2 separate regions of the Oryctolagus cuniculus genome follow, and region 2 is linked to region 1. A link is a contact called in public Hi-C data. All regions are on one chromosome and are shown on one strand. The core of a region is the stretch at or near the end of the contact, and the rest is flanking DNA. Distances in the headings are between cores, read along the strand shown. Region 1 has its middle 47 kb from the start of CD180. Region 2 overlaps PIK3R1 (phosphoinositide-3-kinase regulatory subunit 1).

Evidence for each region. Hi-C and Micro-C count contacts between places; a contact is called where the count stands out from the background.
Region 2: a Hi-C map of psoas muscle shows a contact between it and region 1, with 13 times the contacts expected there. The contact joins two enhancer-like sites. A contact is called at or near these places in 4 of 6 Hi-C or Micro-C datasets (ear pinna, psoas muscle, skin fibroblasts and 1 more).

The regions. Positions count from the first base shown.
Region 1 is chr14:88,209,857-88,214,636 of mOryCun1.1, reverse strand. No RefSeq gene overlaps it. Among named protein-coding and RNA genes, the nearest start is that of CD180, 47 kb to the right of the region's middle. Within about 2 kb of position 1,611, at least 1 of the 8 cell types and tissues checked has an H3K27ac peak or open chromatin away from gene starts, as enhancers often do.
Region 2 is chr14:89,175,471-89,180,721 of mOryCun1.1, reverse strand. All of the region lies in intron 2 of PIK3R1 (phosphoinositide-3-kinase regulatory subunit 1), which reads right to left. Among named protein-coding and RNA genes, the nearest start is that of PIK3R1, 38 kb to the right of the region's middle. Within about 2 kb of position 1,386, at least 3 of the 8 cell types and tissues checked have an H3K27ac peak or open chromatin away from gene starts, as enhancers often do.

The DNA of each region.
Region 1 (4,780 bases), core at 362-2,861:
GGCCTGGAAGAGGGGCAACTGGGACAGAATCCGGCGCCCCGACAGGGACTAGAACCCGGTGTGCCAGCGCCACAAGGCGGAGGATTAGCCTAGTGAGCCGCGGTGCCGACCTGGTGGATGTATTTTTAAACAAATGTTGCTCAGCCTTAAGAAAATAATAACAATAATTATGAGGAGGAGAATAATGATAAAGAAAACAATCCACTGAGGACAATGCAAGCTAATTTGCCACCAAAATTAATAGGAACAATCGACTTTCCTTTTGGTGATGTCCTTGTTCAGGAGCTGGTTAGTGGGCTCCTGGGAGCTCATCGTATTATTAAAGATATTGTTGGAGTGGGCATTTGGCCTCGCAGTTAATATGCCAGTTAGGGTGCCGGAGTCTCCAATCAGAGTAGCTGGGTTCAATTCCTGGCTCTGGCTCCTGACTTCATCTTTTCACTAATGCAGACTAGGGAGGCAGTGATGATGTCATAAGTAATTAGGTTCCCACTGCCCATGTGGGAGACCTGGATTGAGTTCCCAACTCCCAGCTTTGACCTGGCGCAGGCCCAGCCATTGTGGGCATTTGAGAAGTGAACCAATGAATCAGAGTGCTGGTTTTTTCTGTGTGTCTCTCTGCCTCTTAAATAAATAAGTAATTTTAAACTGTACTATGTCTTGAACCAGAGATTCTGATCAATGATCAACAAAATTCTAGGTACTAGGTATAAAAGATTTAGGAAAGCAAATCTTCCAATGTTCCTAAAATTCTCAATTTATTATAATGTCTGTGTTTCAATAGTATTTCATTTTAAATAGCACTAGTTTTCCATGTTACTTAATGATGTATATTTCCATCTAAAATGTAATGAAATTCTTTGTTAATATCTAAAGTGGTCGATACGCAGAGCTCAATGTCCCTAGTGTATGCAAAATGCAACCCTAGGCTTTGATTATAAGTAGATGTTCTGCTCAGGGGACACTATGGACTCGCGGCCTATTTGAATTGACACAGTAAACTCTGTTAAAACAACAATAGGAACCACAGGGTTCTACTCTCCTCAAAGCTTAAAAGAAAGACTTGTGAGAAACCAATTCAATTCTTATTTTCCCCCATTTATGAGCAGTGTCCTTAGTTGTCAGAAAAACTAATCCTGGTTAAAGTTCAATTCAGAGTACAGAATTGAATTAACCAATGTTCCAGTAACAATAAAAAGACTAATAACCGAGTGATGACTTACACTTGCATAAGGCTGTCGTCCTGTTTTCATGACATTGGGACCCGTATTTGTTACCCACGCAGCGCTCGCCAGCACACAGCCTGCAGAGAAGAGCAGCAGGGTTGGAACTGGATAAATAATCATTAGTGACAGTGATTGTGTTGACACGGCTTTCCACGGTGTTCTGCGTCATTCACTTGGGAGCCAAGGGTGAAATCTGACCATGAGTTCCTCTTTTCAGGGCCTACTTAAGATTCACCTGCAAAGAAACAGTACAATTCACGAGCAAGAGAGGAGAACGTAAGTGGAGGGAGCTTTCATCCTGTGAGGCCACAGTGGTGCCTAAGCATGACGAGTGATAACCCTGAACACAAGGGGAATTTTAGTAGGAAAGAAAACACCATGTGCTCTGTGCTATTCTAGGACCTCTGGGTCATGATTTAAACTTGGACTTTAAAGAGTAAGAGCTCTTGAGGATTGCAACTTGTAAAGCCTGGATCTTGGAGAGAACCCCATAAAGCCATCAAGTATGGGTTGGTGAAAGAACCCATACCCATTACCGGAGATAATGAAGACTTGCACAGCTAGACTCAGCAAACATAGAGAAGGCTGGGATCACCCACTATCCCCAGAGTGGAACCAAGAGAGTCTGATGGACAAGCCATGAGGCTTATAGCTTAGTAAAGGAACATTGACCCTGTCTCTATGATTTATTTAAGCAGAAAGTGACCTTGTTACAGGCAGTACAGATAGACTGGTGACCAGTTTAGATGCCAACTGAGAGAAGTTGAGCTTGTCACAGCATCTCCTACTGGCAGACAGAAAGGCCCAGCATTGGCAGAATCATTACCCAGGCAACCCAGAGTGGGCACCTAAGCTCATGAGCAGACACCTGTCCCTTGCAACACACTATGACTCCTGAAAGTTTGTGAAAGGCTAGGAGGCAAAGTCAGGCCAATCTGAACTCTCTGCTTTCCCGAGTCTGAACTTGGCCTTCCTAGAACGAGCCTTTAAAATTTAACATCAAAGCAAGATGTTCTGCAGCTTCTTAGAAGGAGACACTATCCCTTGCCCATTTGCTTTCTTTACTTAGAACTAAGCACATGCATTTCTCTGTAAAGCAATCTTTGGCCCTTCCCTTTCTTTGATGTTGTAATCAGTTGCACTAGAACCAGTGCTGGTAAACAAAAACCCAAATTGTGCTGTAGTTCCTGACAGTCATCAGACCTTCTGACTTCCTATTCTGTGTCCCTGCCCCAATTCAGGATGGCCCTCAGGACTTCAACTTCAGGGTGCTGAGTTCCCGCCTAATCCTTCATCTGCCAGCAAAACTGGCCTGCTTTGAACTCCATTCTCTGACAATACACACATGCACCCTATTGAACATTTGTGCTAATGCATGTGCAGTAAAAGGAGTGATTTAAGGAGCACTGAAAATGTAAGCATTCAGAGATGATATTTTTGTCAGAACACGCTTCTGTGTTCTTACTTTTGGTCTTGTGGTCCTTTGTACACTTGCATTCGGCTTGGCCTGAGTCCAGATGTGAGGCCAAATGGTAACAGCTGCATGAGCCTTCCTAACAGACTTGGAGCCCTCTGGTAAAGTTCCTATCAGCCTTTGACCCCAACCTCTATCTTCTAGTTCCTCAGTTTTATGTCTTGCCATCACTTTATTATACAAACCTACTATTAAAAATGCTACTTAGTTTTCTTTATGGAATGGGTTTTTGTGTAAACAAATTACTGTTAGTTAAGCTTCTGTTTTGTGACTTGTTCACTAATCGTTGGTTTTTAGTGCATGTGAATCTCAAAACTGGAGCCACATTCTTGTTGATTAGCTATTAAATACCTAGCTGGTTGTTTGCAATGCCAAAATAGTGTACTGGAACTGGACCCTAAAAACCTCAATTTGATTCCTGACTCTGCATCTGGTGATTTTCCATAAAATTTCCTTTTCTGCCTGCTGTTTTTCTGTATGTGAGAGGAGTGGAAGCTCATAAAAAGAAAGGCAGAAGGCAGATTCCAAGGAGAGCACCAAAAATTCTGCCATGTTCTTGGCAACACTTTACTGTCTCTTTATTAAGAGAAAAAGATATACCATATTGAAATAATTTATTGGTTGATTAACTTTCAAGATAAGGTATGACTCTTCCATCTCGTTAACAAATTTCTAGCCAACTCTGCAAATCTCTTTCATTAAACTTTTTCATATTCCTAAACTAAGTCTCCAAAGGTTTCTAAAATAGACTGCTTGACTCTGAGCCCAAATCAACACAACACTCCCATGTCCTCCCCCAGGCCCTCCAGGGTGAGGGCCTGACAGCTGGGGGTGGGCACGACACAGGAAGTACAGCATGTGCTGCACAACCCGTGCCAAGGAATGTCTGCAGCTTGGAGAAGCAAGCAGGTACCTGTCTGTGCTTCCTGTGGTCTGCAGGAGCTGGGAACTTCACCAAGTCCCACCACATTTCAAGTGTAGCAAATCATAGGCAAAACAGGCACACGGCGAGAATGCCATGGCAACAACAAGCAGGTGGCTCTTTTAGAACCTGGAAGACGTTGAAATCACAACTAGCAGGCTAGACTCTAAACAACACACCTTTCTCCTAAGCAACAAAACCTTGCAGCTGGCAGTTGATCCAGGTCCTGTCATTCACGTCTCTACAGTTGGCATTCAAGTCTCCTTCATAATACAAATGAAGGAATAAATAAACTAAGGAACAAGTAAATAAATGATGTTCTTCTCAATGTTTCAGAACAATTAGAGGACACAGTCAAAAACTTCAACAAAAACCCCAGGTCTTCTGCTCCTGTCAAGATGCTTCTGAGTCACCCTCACTTCTACTTTAATCAGCATCCAGCTGATTCAAGATTTATCATGGAGGGAATCATATTCCTTCCATTTCTTATCAAGGTAGAAATTCAGTTCCCTTGTGAGTCATCTCTCTAAGATCCAGGATGATATTTTTCCTTCTCAAATATTGTGTCACCTTCAATTCTGATAGCTACAGGACACAGAATCTTTTCTTACTTGAAAAAAAAATCATCAAAGAGTCTGCATATTTTAAGTTTAATTTGATAAGTTGTCACAAATAAATCATTTAGATCTCTGATGCAGTATGGGACATGGTATCAAAATCAAGTATTCCAAGTAAACACAAGTTATAACACAACTATAAATTCTACTCTACTTACAGAGAATTATATCACCAGAAGTTTATTGCAAGTTAAAAATATCAACATCAAAAATGCACCCAACCATGGCAGGCTTTTAGTTCAGTGGTTAAATTACCACATGGGGTTCCTTCATCCCATATCAGAATGTCTGGCTTGAATCCTGGTTCCACTTCTAATCCCGCTTCCTGCTAAAGTACATCCTGGAGAATAGTGGATGATGGTTCAACTATCTAGGTCCATGCTGCCCACGTGGGAGAACCAGACTGAGTTACAGGCTCCTGGTTTCAGCCTGGCCCAGCCCCGACTGTTGTGAATCAGTGGATGGAAGATCTCTGTCTCTCTCTGTCACTGTGCCTTTCAAATAAAATGAAAACGAATGAATTAAAAAATCTTTAAAATAT
Region 2 (5,251 bases), core at 137-2,636, 970 kb before region 1:
CCACCAAGCATTACTTCTTCAACCCAGGTAACAGAAACAGGTGAGAAAAACGTATGCATATTATGGCTACTTGGGGAGAAAAATACACAGCAATACAGATAATTATCAATATTGCTGGAAGAGGGGACAAGGTAAATACATTCCCACTCACCCTGAATTACTTACGCCAGGCACAGAGTTAATTTTTCTTGTTAAATAGCATGTCAGGTACGACTTGGGAAACAATACTCGCAGTAGCGGATAGATGGAAGTTGTGGCAGAAAAAAAAGGATGTGAAGGGAGCTTCACACAGTTCACGAACAAAGTGGAGTTCAAAGGTAAACAAATCTGTTTAACGGATAAATCTATTTTGATGCCAAAAAACTTGCAGGGCATGCGTAGTTTTCCACGATGCCTTGCTCACGCCCATTCTGCAGACCCCTGCTATGGGGCAGACGCCCCTGGATGGCAGAGGGGCTCAAGCCACGTTAGCCTGGGTCGTGCAACTCTCCCTCCACGCCGAGCCCCCGAAAGGCAAGCGTTCCAGGGAAACTAAAAGTAGCTCCTCTCTCTACACACAAAGAGGCTGCAGATCTCTGGGCCACATCCTGCACACTGAGTTCTGATTTTCAGTGACGTCCCTTGAAAATTTCTAACTTACTATCAAACAATGGACTTGGGGGCAGAAACAAACTAGAACTTCTAAATAGCTTCAAATTCTGAAATGCAGAGGGCGAGCCTGCGCACGTACGCTCAAATCCCTGCAGTTCACTATTGAAATATTATCATCTTGAGCCCAGTACAACAAATTGAAACCACATTTGATCCTACTTTTTCTTGTAAACTTGATGGCTTCACCACACTTTTAAAGGCTACACACCCTCCCCTTAGCCCCTGATTTTTTTTTTTTTTTTTTTTTTTTTTTTTTTTTTTGGTGAAATCAGTAGTTTCACTAGCTTCAAGCTTTGCTAACTTAAACAGCATCTCCTACGGCAACGGAACAATGAAAGACGCAGGCACTTGCCCGTCATCACGCGCGAGCTCAAGCCGGCCTGAGATTGCGCCTGTGATTCTGCTGATGCGTGGGTTCAGGACAGGGTGGCTCGGGGTGTGGGTGTCTCCAGGGGTGCCAGGAACCAACCTCGCTCTTCCCTGCTGGGCCTCTGACCAGCTGCTGCGCCACAGTCCAGGCAGAGGAGGGAGGGGGCGCTCACACACTTGGCAGACACAAAGGTCTTAACAACCTTCCTGAAGGCTGCCTCATTCCTGCTGGTGAACTTGAAGCAGCGATTTGCAAGTCCACAGGCATGATCCAACCGGAGTGTCTCCAAGGCCCGTTGCTCCCGCACACAGCAGGGCGAGGGCTCCAGGGAACTCCTGATCCGGTGGAGCAGTTTGCTCCTTTCTCAGAATGTGATCAACTGAAAGCTCCCCTCCACGGCTACACAGACTCCAGTGTAAAACCTGTGACGTGTGGAGGACGGAAGAGAATGGGACACTTGAAACAAAGAATAGGAGTTGTATGTAGTTCACACGCAGGAAACAACTTCCTGGGTTTTACAGCCGGGTCTACCATCAGAAGTGGGCTACTGATTCCCCCAGGTCTACAGGCACCTTCCCTTGCCCCTCCACCTGAAGACCAACGCAGGCACCCTCAGATGCACTTGCTGCACGGGCGGGTGAACGGTTTCCCTGTGGCCAGCGCCCTTAGCGCTGCCAGACAAGTAAAACCCTCAAGGGCCAGCAGTGCTCGTAAAGACAGACTCATCATAAAAATAATGCCTTGAAGAACAGCACATGACAGGGCATGCTAAAACTCCAATTCAGAAACGCCACCGCCCCCTTTCACCTTCCTTCCCAAGAACCTCTGCGGTGTCTCTCGCCCACTACGGCTACGGCAGATGGGTGCAAAGGTTTGATCAAAAATATGTGCCTACTATATGTTATGAAATTTTCTTTTAGGGCCGGCGCTGTGGCTTAGTGAGTAAATTCGCCACCTGCAGTGCCAGCATCCCATATAGACACCGGTTTGAGTCCCAGCTGTTCTACTTCCAATCCAGCTCTCTACTATGGCCTGGGGAAGCAGTGGAAGATGGGACTTGGGCCATCTGCCCCTGCACCCGCTTGGGAGACCTGGAAGAAGCTCCTGGCTCCTGGCTTCAGATTGACGTGTTGTAGCCATCTGGGGAATGAACCAGTGGATGGAAGACCTCTCTCTCTCTCTCTGCCTCTCTATAACTCTGCCTTTCAAATAAAGTAAATAAATCTTTAAAAAAAAAAGAAATTATCTTTAAATCAAACCTACAATGCAGGGGCTTTGAAAGCCATAACCCAGGCCATGCTGGCCAACACGATGGATGACTTTACTGTCTACCATACAACAATCTCTCTAGCCAAAGAGGAAGGTGAAAAATTTAACAATCCTAGGGTGGTTCACGCAGGCTCCTTCTTAGAAGTGGTGGCAGGAACTCATGGCAGGCTCACTGGATTGAGGACTCTTCTTTAATACCCAAGTGCTGATTTTGGTATTTAGAAGTTAATCATTTCTCTCACTTCTCTTGCTTGGCAAATCACAAGGCAACAAGTGCAGAGCACCAGATAGACTGACAATGTGCATCAAAGGTAACACAGCAGCCAGCCAGCGCAGTGGGTGAAGCTGCCACCTGGGACACTAGCACCCAATACTGGAGTGCCAGTTCTTTTTGGCTGCTCCACTTCCAATCTAGCTCCCTGCTAATCTGCCTGGCAAAGCAGTGGAGGATGGCCCAAATGCTTAGGCCCCTGCCATCCATGGGCAAGACCCAGATGGAGTTCTAGGCTCCTGGCTCCAGCTTAGCCCAGCCCCAGCTATTGCAGCCATTTGGGGAGTGAACCAATGGATGGGAGATTTCTTTTGCTGTGTCTTTCTTTTTTCTTTTTATTATTTAATAAATGTGAATTTACAAAGTGCCAACTTTTATATTGTTGTGGCTCCTCCCCCAACCTCCCTCCCTCCCGCGGCCCTCCCCTCTCCCACTCCCTCTCCCATCCCGCCCTTCATCCAGTTTCATTTTCAATTACCTTCATATACTGAAGATCAACTTAGTATATACTAAGCAAGGATTTCAACAGGCTGCACTCACACAACCGCACGAGGTATAGGGTATTGTTTGACTAGTAGTGTTGTCTTTAAGTTTCATAGTAAAACACATTAAGGACAGAGATCCTACGTGGGGAGCCTGTACTCAGTGACTCCCGTTGTAGATTTAACAATTGGCACTCTTATTTATGGCATCAGCAATCACCTGAGGCTCTTGCCATGAGCTGTCTAGGCTATGGAAGCCCCTTGAGTTCACCGACTGTGAACTTGTTTAGTCAAGGCCATATCACAGTGGAGGTTCCTTCCTCCCTTCAGAGAAAGGCGCCTCTCTCCTTGATGGCCTGTTCCTTCCGCTGGGGTCTTGTTCACCAGGATCTTTCATTTGGATTGTTTTTTGCCACCGTGTCATGGCTTCCCATGCCTGTGAGACTCTCATGGACCTTTTAGCCAGATCCAAATGCCCCAAGGGTGATTCTGAGGCTGGAGTGCTGTTTTGGGCATTTGCCATTCTATGAGTCTGCTGTTATGTCCTGCCTCCCCCGCAGGATCATTCTCTCCCTTTTAATTCTATCCTTCATTATTTGCTTACACTGGTCTTGTTTGTAAAATCTCTTCGACACTTACCCTATCTTTTTTGATCGGTTGTGTATTATACTTATCACTTTACCAAGTGCGCTGGCATTGGTACCTGTCTCCTTGATAAGACTGAGTTGAAATCCCCTGGCACATTTCTAGTTCCACCACTGGAGGTAAATCCGAGTGAGCCTGTGCCGAGCTATATATCTCCTCCCTCTCTTATTCCCACTCCTATGTTTAACTCTCTCTGTGTCATCTTTCTCTATCACTCTTTCAAATAAAATCAATCAATCAAAAAAAAAAAAGGTAAACACAGCAACTGTGGACCTTTTCAAGGCCATGGATTGGGCTTCCTTTAGCTCAGTGATGCCAGTAATCAGCTTTGGAAATCTCATAACTAACCCAAAGAACCCCAAGAGAGCAAAGTCCCCACGCAATGCTGCTTTAGGAACTAAAGGCTGGAGACACCCAGGCAAGCTAACAAGGCCAGGGCTCGCCTGGCTGAGTGTTCAGCAGGAAGTCTCTAGCTTACATATGGATTGCGTTGCCACAGCTCATTTGTAAGCCAGCTGTGTAAAACCCACAACACATTTTCCCCCAGAAATGTGAGAAGCAGTGCAGACCCCAGATGCGAGACCACCGGAGTCTAGTTCACTGAAGTGGTTCTGGGTTTGACTGCCTACACATGCGCGTGTTCCGGTGACACTGTGGGTGCCGTCACTGCGGGGACACGAATCTGGGAACTCACATACGATAGTCTCTATTCTCTACCGACGGATGTCAAGAGCAATGGAAACAGCACAGCTCCTTCCGCCCTCCCCTTCATGACCGACGCCAGAGGTAAGGGGGCAGACGGAGCTGAGGGATGGGGGCTGACGCGAAGGTTCCAGAAGCAGGAGGCAGGGCACAGCCAGAGAACAACACGTGGGTTTCCACTGTCTTCAGAAGCTGGAGCCTGTCCCTGAGATTCCAGATCCTGCGGGAGGCACCTGTACCCTCCCCCTGCTCTAACCGTCTGAGGAGGGGGGAGGGGCATTGAAGCCCCAGCCCCCAGATCCCAGGGGAAAGAGAAGGGCGGCAGTGTGGGAGCAGGGCAGGTGGCAAAGCTGAAGGAAGACACACACTGCAGGGCATCAGGTGCCCAAGGCCAGGGGGTCGGTCAGCCAGCCAGGGGCAGGGGGCGCTCGGCTCTCCTCCATCAGGCCCTGAGCTCTGCTCAAGGTGTGATGTCCTCTTGGTCACGGTGACCCCGGCAACCAGCCCCGCCCGGGGCACAGGGGAAGCAGATGATGCATGTCTGTGGAATGGGTGCCCAGCAAGGACGCACTGTTCTCTCGGGGGACCCCTGAAGATCCCTGGCGGGAGACGGGGCCTGTCCACGGATGGACCCATTCCCTCACCAGCCGGCCAACTGTCTTCTGTGTAGGAAACTGTAAATGGTTGCTCGACTGAGAAACAATCCGTATTAACTTTTTTTCCCTGGCAGTTGCCATTCAAAGAGTACTTGAGACACTTGGGAAGGGATGCCTATAAACACCTATTAAAATGCAGCTTTATAGGAGGCTAAATGGTAACCATGTAGCACAGAAGGAGCCAGTGGACAAAGTGCATTCGACA